Linked DNA regions of Mus musculus: region 2 is linked to region 1. A link is a contact called in public HiChIP or PLAC-seq data. All regions are on one chromosome and are shown on one strand. Each heading gives the region's core, a stretch centred on a gene start, on an enhancer-like site or on the middle of the called end of the contact. The rest is flanking DNA. Distances are from core to core; before and after follow the strand shown. Region 1 overlaps Myo18b (myosin XVIIIb). Region 2 overlaps Grk3 (G protein-coupled receptor kinase 3).

The links. HiChIP or PLAC-seq counts read pairs in DNA pulled down with a chosen protein or histone mark.
Region 2: an H3K27ac HiChIP or PLAC-seq map of stem cell-derived neural progenitor cells shows a contact between it and region 1. The contact joins two enhancer-like sites. A contact is called at or near these places in 3 of 39 promoter capture datasets (the HPC-7 cell line, liver and stem cell-derived epiblast-like cells), 7 of 484 Hi-C or Micro-C datasets (the HPC-7 cell line, bone marrow-derived macrophages, cardiomyocytes and 3 more), 5 of 115 datasets of contacts at active chromatin or transcription factors (cardiomyocytes, embryonic stem cells, microglia and 1 more) and 3 of 9 other capture datasets (adipose tissue, liver and pancreatic islet).

Annotation. Positions count from the first base shown.
Region 1 is chr5:112,883,573-112,890,350 of GRCm38.p6, reverse strand. The region is part of intron 1 of Myo18b (myosin XVIIIb); the gene reads left to right. Among named protein-coding and RNA genes, the nearest start is that of Myo18b, 9.4 kb to the left of the region's middle. Within about 2 kb of position 3,235, at least 77 of the 459 cell types and tissues checked have an H3K27ac peak or open chromatin away from gene starts, as enhancers often do. A contact at or near this core is called in neural progenitor cells and stem cell-derived neural progenitor cells, where this site is marked.
Region 2 is chr5:112,996,604-113,002,438 of GRCm38.p6, reverse strand. All of the region lies in intron 1 of Grk3 (G protein-coupled receptor kinase 3), which reads left to right. Among named protein-coding and RNA genes, the nearest start is that of Grk3, 16 kb to the left of the region's middle. Within about 2 kb of position 4,493, at least 16 of the 459 cell types and tissues checked have an H3K27ac peak or open chromatin away from gene starts, as enhancers often do. A contact at or near this core is called in neural progenitor cells and stem cell-derived neural progenitor cells, where this site is marked.

The DNA.
Region 1 (6,778 bases), core at 1,986-4,485:
GTGAGATTTATGGAGGGACTGGTGAGTGAAGGAACTCACTCAAGGTATGAGTGCTGGGGTTAAGGACATAGGGACCAGGGAAGCTCTGGAGGTGTAGGGGCCTCATGGGGTTGGGTACAGAGGGAGGAGAACAGGAAGGGCGAACGACAGTGGGATGGAGGATGAAGGGATGGGGGATGAGGGTACAGAGGGGTAGAGGGATGAGGGGATAGAGAGATGAGAGGATGGAGAGATGGAGGGATGAGGGCATGGAGGGATGAGGGATGAGGAGGTGGATGGCAGGGAGATGGGGAGGGCATGGAGGGATGAGTGATGGAGGGATGAGGGATGGTGGGATGAGTGATGGAGGGATGAGGGCTCCTTAAGGTCCTGAGGCTATAGATAAGCACCATGGTCTTTGTTCAGACTCAAGCCCATGGGTCATGCAGATGTTGGAGCCACAGCCCTTTCCTCCCTGGCTTCATCTTTCAGGGGTTCTTTGCCCAGGGCAGGGCTGCTGCCTGGCTGGGTCCTTGAGGAGAGCAGTTGGGTCACTGTGGCTGTTTTGTATGAAGAAAGTGAGAACCGGATGTGATCTGACTGTGGAGACAGGGTCAGAAAATGGCATTCATGGGCTCTGTTGACCCTCTGAGTCTCTGCCTGGTTTTAAACTCTCCATTTAAGCAGGGCACAGTGGCACACACTTTTGATCCCCATGCTTGGGAGGCAGAGGCAGGTGGATCTTTGTGAGTTCAAGAGGAGCCTGGGTCTATACAGTGGGCTCCAGACAACCAGGGCACCACAGTGAGACCCTGTCTCCAAAACAAAACAAAACAAACAAACCTGCCCTTAAAACGCAGGCCTGCTTATTTGCATATGCCTGAGGCTGTCTTTTTCGAAGCAGGGAGGGGTTCAGACAGATGCATAGATCCCTACATACAGAGAAAACTACCCGCTCCTTCCCAGGCACAATGAGTGCTGTGCTCTGGAGCTAACAAGATGCCTCCTGGACCCAGAGTGAACCAGGACCTTCTGATGGAAGCAGGAAGAGTGACTGGCCTGAGGAAATAGGCTTTGATAGAGGGATCCCTACTGACTAGGTGGGAGAGATGCCCCTTGACACCTGCCGCTGGGCTGGGGACTCCTCTCGACCCAGGCTCTTCTTCACAGGGTGGAAAACAAAGGTCCACCACACAAGCAATTCCTGCCACGGCTTTAGGAGAGCGGAGGAAGACTGTTTACTGCGTGATGCAAAGACGGAGCCAGGGGCTGAAGGGGTTACTTCCGTTCTCTCAGGGTGCCGGTTCTCCTGAGTGCCTGTCCTCTCTCTGGGACCGGCAGAGAGCTGGTAATAGGCTACTCGGTCTTCCAAAAGCCAGCCTCTTGGTTGTGTGGAAGAGCTCAGCATGTGACTGAACCCTCTACTTGCCTGTGTGAGGAAGGAGGCCCAGAGCAGCTCAGGATGATCAAGAGGCAGGACCGACTTAGCCGTGGGGAAGCTGGCATGCGCCATGGAGAGTGAGCCGCGGGTGGGGCCTGGGGAGGCCACTATGTTCTGGGGGATCATTGGCTCATCTGAGTTGAGAAACTGCTCCACTGCCTGTATGTGGGTCACAGAGCCTCCTCCTCTTTTGCCTGAGGGGAGGGTCCCAGGCTGGAATTACTCTCTAAAAAACCTGGCCAAGACTGGAAGACTTTGGAATGTAATGGCTTCCAAAGATGGTGTTATCAAAGCTGTGCTCTGTGCTGTATCTCAGAGGAGGAGGAGCCTGAGTTCAGAGACTATGGATATAGCGATCCAGGCCGTGGCTGTTCCCTGCTGTGTGACCATGTACCAACACTCAACCTCTCTGATTCCCAGTCACCAGCACTTTTAGCCCTATGACAGGCACCCCTCCCCAACCCAATTCTCCCCCTTAACAGAGACACTTTGGCCATCTTCTAGGGGTTCCACAACTCGGCATCAGATATGGGACGCCTCGACGTGGTACCCTTGTGTTGACCTTCCGAATACTCGTGTGGACTATGGTGAGAGAGAATGTGAACATCCTTGTGTCAGGAATTTCCTCAGACTTTTGCTGGGTGACCTCAGGCAAGGCCTCACCCTCTCTGAGCGGCTGCCAGCTCTGTTGGTGAGCAGAGCGACACTAGCAATAAGTACTAGCTCCGATTTTAATGCAATTTCATGTCAGCTCCAGCAGGATTGGGGCGATTTCACTGTGAGGACCTCAGGGCCAGGACCAGGGTCAGTTCTTAACTGTGGGAGAAGGTGGCTTTGGCAATTGAGTCAAGAGGCAAACCCAGATTGTTTTAAGTGTGGCTCCCCAGATCTCCTAGGATGTGAACTGGGGACACCCCTACTGTGAATGGGACAGCAGAAGCCCTGGGGTGCACTGTCCCTGGGGTCCCTTTGCACCTTCTTCCTTCTCTTATCCTCTCAACAAACATTCATAGCACATGGAAGGGAACCAGGCCACAGGGGAGTACAACGGAATGAGGTGGTTCTGTTACTTCTTTGAGAATGGTGACTTTCAGCAGAGATCCCAGGGGAGTGGAGATGTAGGTGTGTAGGCAGAAGAGCATTGCCAAGGGCCTGAGGTGACCAAGTACCCTGAAGGGTATACCCAGGGCTTACTTTAACTGCCTTGGGATTAGGGGAGCTGTCAGACAGGGGTCATGAGTGACCCTTTTGGTCCCATGAAGACTTGAACATTTATTTACTTTAGGAGGCAGGTAAACTCTGGCTACCTTTTGGAGACTGGACACTCTGTGGTGGAGGAAGAAGATCAGAGAGCCATGGTGAGCTACTCAGCTCCTGCCTGAACATGGACAATATCCCAGGCCACTTACAGATCTAGGGCTTGGGACTCCTCTCACCAGCCCCCCTCCCAGAGGAGCCTGGAGAGAGGGTTTCCAGATTCCAGACTCAGCACTGGAAGCTGCTTAAATTGGCGTGTGACAGCATGCTCTGGTCTGGCCTGGAAGGGACAGAAACATGAGAGTGTATGTCAATCAAGGCAAGACAGAGTCCTGAAGTACAATGGACTCTAGTCAGCGAGGCTGACCCAGAACCCTTGGGTGGAGTCAGGGCGCTGGACACCAGGAACAATGGTTGGTACCCGGGCGGGGGAGAGCTGGCAGCTCAGGGCTGTCACAGCCAGTGTTCTTGAGCCGCCAGACAGAGAGTGATTTCAGCACAGGGTCCTGGCCAAGGATGAAGAGGGCACAGTGGCCACGACAGCCAGCGTCAAGCCAGGCCTATTCATATCCCCAGCTCAGCTCATCCGTTCAGGGCCTATGAGTCACTAGGACATTCCCCAGTGTGTCCCAAAGGAAGCCAGTATGGGGAAAGAGGTGTCCTCCCGTACGTGCCTGCTGCACACAGAGCTCATGCATTGGGGACTTTTCCATAGGCACAGACCTGGCTGCTCTGGTCACATGCATGTGGTAAATTCCTAGCCTCCCCCGTGGCATGTGGTCTCATCAGACCTGAATGTCCCTTCTTGGCTCTTTGAGCCGTGTGTCTCTTCCTTACCCAGCCATGGAGGAAGCTGGGCGCTCAGCCAGTCACTCCCTGGTGACGGCTGGACAGCCAGCTCCTGGCACCCAAGCCCAGTGTGTGGCAGCTGCCAGTGCCTGGGGTCAGGCCTTCTGAGGCTGAGGTCGGGCCTCTCATCAGGCATCGCTGGGAAATGAGTTAGAAAGAGATGTGAAAAGAGACTGAAAGGTGATCCTGGGGTCCCCATGTTCTGCCGTGCCTGTGGCTATGGGCTGCAGACCCCATGCAGTCCTCACAGCCAAGCTCCAGGCCCATGACCAAAGAAGGCTTTAATGGTGTGCATGTGTGTGTGTGTGTGTGTGTGTGTGCACATGTGTTTGTGTGTACCTGTATGTGAGTGTGTGTGCCTGTGTGTGAGTATGTGTTTTGTGTGTGCCTGTGTGAGAGTGTGTGTGCCTGTGTGTGAATGTATGCTTGTATGTGCCTGTGTGTACTTGTGAGTGCCTGTGTGTGAGTATGTGTGCTTGTGTGTGAGTGTGATTTTGTGTACCTGTGTGTGCTTGTGTGTGCCTGTGTGTGAGTGTATGTGAGTATGTGTGCCTGTGTGAGTGTGTGTGCCTGTGTGTGCTTATGTGTGCTTGTGTGTGCCTGTGTGCTTGCTTGTGTGTGTCTGTGCATGCTTCTGTGTGTGAGTATGTATGCTTGTGTGTGTGCCTGTGTGTGAGTATGATTTTGTGTACCTGTGTGTGCTTATGTGTGCCTATGTATGTACTTGTGTGTGCCTATGCATGTGTGCTTGTGTGTGCCTGTGTGTGAGTGTATGTGAGTATGTGTGCCTGTGTGAGTTTGTGTGCCTGTGTGCTTGCTTGTGTGTGTGTGCTTGTATGTGTGTGTGTGCATCTGTGTGCGAGTGTGTGTGCTTCTGTGTGTGAGTGTGTGTGCTTGTGCTTTTGCATGTGCACATGCATGTGTACTTGAGTGCACAGGAGCTTGTCCTGGGGGTGGAGGTTGGGACGGCTCTGAAAGAACATAATTCTAAGGTCAGGCCCAGGTCATGTACCTCCACTCAGGGACCTCCCCGAAGCCCTGTGGCTGTTTCTTCCTCTTGGATTCCATGGGAACATCCATTTTCTTATCAACCACAGAGTGAATGTGTGTGTGTGTGTGTGTGTGTGTGTGTGTGTGTGTGTGTGTGTGTGTGTGAAAGAGAGAGAGGCAGAGAGACAGGGAGAGGGAGATAGAGAAACATATCCCCTCTTTTATTTATTTATTATCAATGTATTTATTTTTAGAATTTATTTATTTTATGTATATGAGTACAGTACACTGTCACTTCAGACACACCAGAAGAGGGCATCAGATCCCATTACAGATGGTTGTGAGCCACCATGTGGTTGCCGGGAATTGAACTCAGGACCTCTGTAAGAGCAGTCAATTATCCTAACAATTGAGCCATCTCTCCAGCCCCTTATCTATCTGTCTGTCTATCTATCTATCTATCTATCTATCTATCTATCTATCTATCTATCTATTTATTGTACAACACAATGCACTCTGAACAAACTTATAACTCATAGAGCTGAGAGAAGATGAGATTTCGACTCATGGCCCAAGTGAAAATTAAAACACACACACACACACACACACACACACACACACACACACACACACACACAACCTCCCTGAATGGGAGGAGATAAAGATCTCCAGGACATATGTGCATGTGTGCACACATATGTGCACACACATGAGCATATAACTCTAGCTTCACTCCCTTCTGCTAGGCTTTCTATGTGTGATTTTACGTATCGGCATAAAGTACAGGACCCAGGAATAAGAGCAGATGTGAGCTGTCTTTCTGGGCCTTCTGCATGTAGATCTCCACCTGTGTCCATCCCTTCTTCTGTCCTCATGCATGGATGCACACAGCTGCCCTGTGCACAGGGACCACATCATGGATGCACACAGCTGCCCTGTGCACAGGGACCACATTTCTCACCTCATTCCTCATGGGTGGGGTCTGAAACTAGAGTAGTAGTGAACCTGGGGATGCTAACATGTCTGATGTGTAGATGTGAATCCCCAGGGCACATTTCTAGGACACATGTGGCCGGCTGGTATGGTAATCCATTTTAATGTTTAGAGGACCCTCTACCCCCAGTTCCCATAGAAGCTGTACATTCCCACCATCTTAGCTGAGGCCTGATTTCCCTACAGCCAAATGCCTCATCTTTTATTTTTTTAGTTAAAATTTTTTTATATAATTAGATCATATTTGATCACATTTGATCATATTTCTGTCCCAGATCTTCCTGCCTCACATGCCAGTCCCCCTTTTGTTCTCTCTCTGAAAACAAACAAACAAAAACCAAATAATCTACAACAAAAAATAACAATGCTCCAAATGTTGAATATCAAAACAAAGACAAGTCCAGTAAGACAAAAAGAAAAAGAAAAGAAAAAAGAAAGAAAGAAAAAGAAAAGCAAAATGAAACAAATCAACAAAAATCCATTGAGTTCCTTTGGTCTTGGCCAACTACTCTTGGGCTTGGGACCTGTCCTGTTGTCATAGAGATTCATTGCTATAAAGAGATGTCATGACCAAGGCAACTCTTATAAAGAAAAACATTTAACTGGGGCTGGCTTACAATTTCAGAAGTTTAGTCCATTATCATCATGGTGGGAAGCATGGCAGCATTCAGGCATATATAGTGCTAGAGAAGGAATTGAGAGTTCTACATCTTGATCTGAAGGCAGCAGGAGACTGGTAGCCACTCTGGGCATAGTCTGAGCATAGGAGACTTTAAAACCCACCTCCAGAGTGACACACTTCCTCTAAGAAGGTTGCACCTATTCCAACAAGGCCATACCTCCTAAAAGTGCCACTCCCTGGCCCAAGCATATACAAACCATCACAGGATCTCTGTGTTAGTTCCTGTCTACTGCAAGAGGAAGCTTTGCTGATGATGGCTGAGCAAGGCACTGATCTATGAGTGTAGCGGAATGTCATTGGGAGTCACTGTATTGCTACGTTTATTTTGCAGGCTAACAGCATTAAGTTTTTGTCATAGGCCCATGACCAATCCAGTCTTAGATTCTTGGCTACTTTAATAGTATAAGCTCTGGGTTGCATCTCATGACATGGGTCTTAAGTCCAGTTTAAAAAACAAATGTGGTTTATATCTTGCAAGCAGGTTACCACCATAGCTCTCAGGGTTTATAGCTGGGTCATATTGACGAGTGGCTTTCACCTCTGGTAGCATACAGAATCCATTCTGGTACAATGAACTCTAGTCAGTA
Region 2 (5,835 bases), core at 3,244-5,743, 110 kb before region 1:
TACGTGCAAAAACCGTGTCCCAGGATAGTTGTTCTCAAGTTGTGGGTGGTGACCCCATTGTGTGTGTGTGGGTCTCACAGGGATCACCTAAGACCACCAGAAAACTCAAATATTTACATTATAATTCACAACTGGCAAAACTACAGTTATGGAGTAGCAATGGAAATAATTTTATGGTATGTGTGTGTGTGTGTGTGTGTGTGTGTGGTGGGGGGGTGTCACCACAACATGAGGAACTGTGTTAAGGGGTTGTAGCATTAGGAAGGTTGAGAATGGTTGCTCTAGGAGATGATATTATTTTTAAACTGAAGATTTGGATACATTGGGCTTGATAGATTTTCTTTTTCTTTGAAATCTAACACAATTCTTTTTTTTAGGTTTATGTATTTTATGTATATGAGTACATACATAAATGTCTTCTTGTGGCTGTCTTCAGACACACCAGAAGAGGGTGTCGGATCCCATTACAGATGGTTGTGAGCCACCATGTGGTTGCTGGGAATTGAACTCAGGACCTCTGGAAGAGCAGTCAGTGCTCTTAACCACTGAGCCATCTCTCCAGCCCCCTTGATAGCTTTTCTTAAGCCATGCAGATCCATCTCCCTAGACATTTTTAGGGAACCTTACATGAGAAAAATGCTAGCTGAGGGGCCTAGGAATTTATTGGTATGACTTAGGAGATAGGAAGCTGGAACCCGTTGAGCTCAGGGCAAGGCTGGGGAGTTAAAGCCTGGAGTCTTGGGGGTACAGATCATGAGAGACTCATTGGCTTTGAAAAGTAACTTTGAAGACTCCACACGGGTACAGGATGTCACAGTTGGCAGCCCGCCTTGCCTGTGTTGATTGTCTGAGAAACTGAGATAAAGGGAAACTGGGTGCTCTCTGGGGGTTTGTTGGAGGTCAGTGCTGTTGGGCAGAGTGTGGGGTAAGCTCTGGTAGCAAAGATTCACATTACACCAGGATCACTGGAGAGGCTGAGGATGTGTGTCTGTGAATCTGTGTGCGGGTATGTGTGCTTGTGTGCATGAGTGTGCATGTGTGTTCCAGCTTGTGTGCATGAGTGTGCATGTAGGTGTGTGTGTGTGCTCCTGTGCATGAGTGTGCATGTGGATGTGTGTTGTATGCATGTATGTGTCTATGCATGAGTGTGCATGTAGGTGTGTGTGCTTACTTGTATGCATGAGTGTGCATGTGGATGTGTGTGTCTGTGTGTGCATGCACTAGTGTGTATGAGTATGCATGTAGGTGTGTGTGTATGTGTGTGCTCCTGTGCATGAGTGTCCATGTAGATTGTGTTGTGGGCATGTTTGTGTGTGTGATCTTGTGTGCATGAGTGTGCATGTGCATGTGTGTGTGAGCATGTGCATGTGTGCTTGTATGCATGAGTGTGCATGTGGGTGGGTGTTTGTACACACATGTGTGCGTGTGCACAGGTGTAAGGGAGTGTGTACATGTGTGTGTACACACCTGTGGAGGTCAGAGGTCAGTGTTGCTTGTATCCTTCAACGTCTCCACCTTATTTTTAGGCACCTTATTCCCCTGGGCTCCCTGGTTAGGTCAGTCTGAGTGGCTGTGGAGCACTGGAGGTCCTCCATCTCCTCTTCCTCTCCAGGGCTGGGATTACAGGCATGTGCCCTGGTACCGCACATTTTACCTGAGGGCTGGGGAGCCAAGAGAAAGGATGCTTCTCTTTGTCTACTGAGTGCTCACGTCAGCCCCAGAAGAGTTTTGACCCCAGGCTTGGCAAAGATGAGAAGCCAGTGAGTGACCAGCTCTGTTGCTCATGGCTGCCCACTGTCCCTTCTGTCCTTGATGCCCTTCCTGCCAGCTTTTGCTCCAGGCCAGACACCAGCTAATGAAGGAGCTAAGGCAGGGGCGAGGGAGGAGCCCAGGGCAAGCCAACTTCCTTTTAAGGAAGGGGCATGGAGGAGCGCGTCCCTTTTGGTCAGGTTTCAGATGATGAGAACTTGCTTATGTGACCCCACTAAGTTTTAAGGTATGACTGGGTTCTTCTCTCTTCGGGTGGAGGATGGTGAGGAACGGAGTCCTTAGCATCAAGGGTCCTGGATCCAGAGGCTCACAAGCTGCCCTTGGCCAAGCAGGGGACTTTCAGGGTTCGGATCTCAATGTCCATACAGTCTTCCTGGTTCTGATCTGTCAGAGAGTTGTTGATCTGGACTTCCTTAGGGCAAGCTGTACAGACTTCCAGGGAGGTGAGGTGTTAGACAAGGTGTAATCCAGCGAAACCCCTGGGAACCCTGGGTCATCTTGACACATCCAGAGAGGAGAATTAAAAACCGTGAAGGGTAAATGGGAGCACTCTCTGTGGGGGACCATCAGTGAACCTCCCTCTCTGCAGTTGCACTATATGCAGCATCTGAATGTGGAGGGCGTTCTCGGGGGCAGACGCGGGAACGGACTCCTTATCCTGTATCTTTAAGGAAAGACTACTTCCGGTCCGAATCGCGTCCTAAGTAAACACGAACTAACATGAGTTTTTTCAGATTTATTCATGGATGTATTCAGAAAAGTGATAGCTCCTCACTCCTTCTTTTGTGGACATTCCGTGGTGATACGTGAGTACGTTCATAGTGACAGAAGGTGTGATTCTGTGCCAGAATGGTGGCTGCCGGTCCTCAGAGGTTCACAGTGACTTGGGAGGCAGAGAAGCCGGTGGGCTGGCCCTGGGAGGTCATGGAAGGCCTCGTGGTTCTGAAGACTCCGAAAGGGATCTTGGAGCTTGCATTGGAGGCTCCCATGAGAAGGGGGAAAGGGCACGGAATAAAAAGGCAGGAGTGATCTTTAACAGTAGTGGGGGCCACTGTGTCTGGGTAGAGCTTGCTGTGCCTGGGATAAAGCTGAGGCATGCCTGGGCGTGGCTTGTGTGTGGGAGGAGCGAGGCTGGGGTGTGGCTTGGACATGGACGGGGCGTGACTTGTTGTGGGTGAGGCGTGGCCAGCTATGGGCGGGGCGTGTGTGTGTGTGTGTGTGTGTGTGTGTGTGTGTGTGTGTGTATGTGTGGCTGGGGGGTAACTGGAGTGTAGCTTGGGTATGGTGGGGAGGTTGGGGTGTGGTAGGCATATCTGGGGCGTGGCTTGGGTGTGGGTGGGCATGGCTGGGGAGAGTCTGGGGTGTGGCTTGGAAATGGCTGGGGAATGGCTTGGGTGTGGGTGGGGCAAAGCTTGTGGGTGGCTTGTGCATGTATGAGTAGGACTTGGGACCTCTTTAGAAAAGTGTCTTCTAATGAGCCATGGCCCTGGAGTCTTCCAGATAAGACAGACCCAGGCTTAGATTCTTCCTCTGAGATGTGTCCTAGTAGCCAGCGATAGAGCAGCTCATGAGTTGGGTGCTGCATGGATAAAACCGACTCTTGAACCCAGTTTAAAGCCGTGGTTCTGATCGACATGTGATGGACAGATGGCCTCAGGTGCTGTTAACCTTTCAGATGCAGTCTGTTTGGGGTTAACCATATGTGGAGACTTTTCTTTTCTTTTTTTTTAAATTTCTAGTGAAATGCAAGTATGTTTGGGAGGAGGGGGCTGGGGAGACGGCTTGGCTTTCATGAGCTGGCAGTACAACCAGGAGATCCAGAATTTTCAACACTCACATGCCCAATGGTTCCTGTCTGTCATCCTGGGGCAGGGGGTCGAGGCAGGAGGACACCTTTGGATGGATGGCCAGCTAGTCTCAAGGAATTTTCGAGCTCCAAGCTCAGGGAGAGCCTCTGTTTGAGAAGAGGTGGAGTGTGTGGGCTGTGAGTATGGTGGTATACATCCTTTAGTGCTTGGGAAACAGAGTCTGGTGGATCTCTCTGAGTTCCGGGCCAGCCAGGGCCACATGGTGAGGCCCTGTTGCAATCAATCAGTCAGTCAATCAATCAATCAATCATAAATGCAAAGGTGGCATGAAATAGAGGAAGAAATAGACGAAGAAATCCATAGACTCTTACATTCACATGCTTGAATACACGAGTGTGTGGGCATATGTTTGCATCACACACACACACACACACACACACACGCATGCACACACACACACATGCACACACACACACACACACACACACACACACACACACACGACTTGGTATTGACTGTTCAGATCTTGTTGGAGTACCACGAGGAGCTTTGAAGTCATTTTGCTGGTATGTTCTCAAGAACAAATGGCTTGTGGCTGCTGGATTGTTCAAGGCTGTGGAATTTATAGGTAAGATCCAGTGCTAAGGAGCTGGAGATGGAGGAGACCAGGGAGGAGCTGGGGATGGAGGAGACCAGGGAGGAGCTGGGGATGGAGGAGATCAGGGAGGAGCTGGGGGATGCAGGAGACCAGGGTGTAGCAGGAGGAAGCAGGAAATCAGGGAGGGGCAGGGGGATGCCGGAGACCAGGGAGGAGCTGGGGGGTGCAGGAGACCAGGGAGGAGCAGGAGGATGGAGGAGAACAGGGAAGAGCTGGCCCTCATCTTCATGGTGAGACATTGAGCAGCCTGTGTGGTCTGGTGGCTTTAAACAGTGGAACCAAGTTTCCATGGTGACTTTGGGTATTTCCTTCTGGGTTGTATGCCTAATGAGTTGTTTGTGGAAAATCTTTAGCAACTGTACATTGAAAAACAAAATGCCAAAATCCTGCGGTTTCGTTTTGAAGGGCTTAAAGTTTGAAGTGAGTCTTTTCTTTTCTTTCTTTTTTTTTTTTTTTAAAAAGAAGCTGGCCCGCAGTTTGCTTGTAGCTCTGATGAATGGTGGCCTCTGCAGTCTGGGTGTGAGTGGCTTGCAAAGCACTTGCATGCATGCACCAGCTGGCCTGGTCTCCCCCACCTGCTTCCTGTGCAACTAGACTTTTATGGGAATGTGATGCCTACTGGGTAAAATATTTATGCACCATAACAAAACAGCCAGACCTCAGGCGGAACTTAGTGGATTTTATCTGTAGAAGCAACACAGTTAGATCAGCCATTAAATCTTCTCCAACAGGCACTTCGACTTCCCTCTCTTCCCATGGCCTGGGGAGATCAGGTGGCTGGTCCTTCAATTAATTAGTTGTGTGTGTGTGGGTGTGCACTGAAGTCAGAGGACAGCTTGGATCTACTTTCACCATGTGGGTCCTGGGTATTGAACTTAGGTTGTCAGACTTGGCAGCAATCACCTTTACTGGCTGAGCCATCTTGCCAGCCCTTTTGCCGCTTTAGCAGCAGAGACATTTTATCCATGGAGCTGACTGTCCTGTACACTCAGCAGGGTCTCCATAGCCCTGATGGGCGGTGCTCCTGTCTCTCCACCCAGCTGCCATTAAATTTTAAGGAACCCACTGGACTCCAATCAGTATTCGTTGCATAGGTTGGTTCGTTTCACATGAAAGCTGGCACCCCTATTCTTGCCTTGTCTGTCTGCTAGCATTACCTGGCTATTTTCATTTCCCTCCACCTCCCATTTCCCTTGAGTTATTAAGAAACACATCCAGGCAGACATGTTGTCTTCACCCCTAGCTCTTTCTGCAACCATTTATGAGAGAGCTCGTGACTCTCTTCAGATTCAAATTGCTTCAGATGTTCAATCAACTCACACGTGGATCACTCTCCTCCCCCTCCCCTCCTCTGCCAAAGTCTCCCTATGTAGCCCAGGCTGACTCTAAACTCAAGATCCTCCTGCCTCAGCCCCTGAGTGCTGAGATTTGAGACAATTACAGCTGGTGGTATTTTAACATTAAAAACTTCCCCCTTAATTTGCATTTCAGTTATGGCCTGTATATTTGCCTGGTCATCTAGATCCCTGGGTCTGCCGCTCGTGTTATTTTATTATTATTTTGAATTATTTTACTCCAGAAATCAGGTCCCTCACTGTT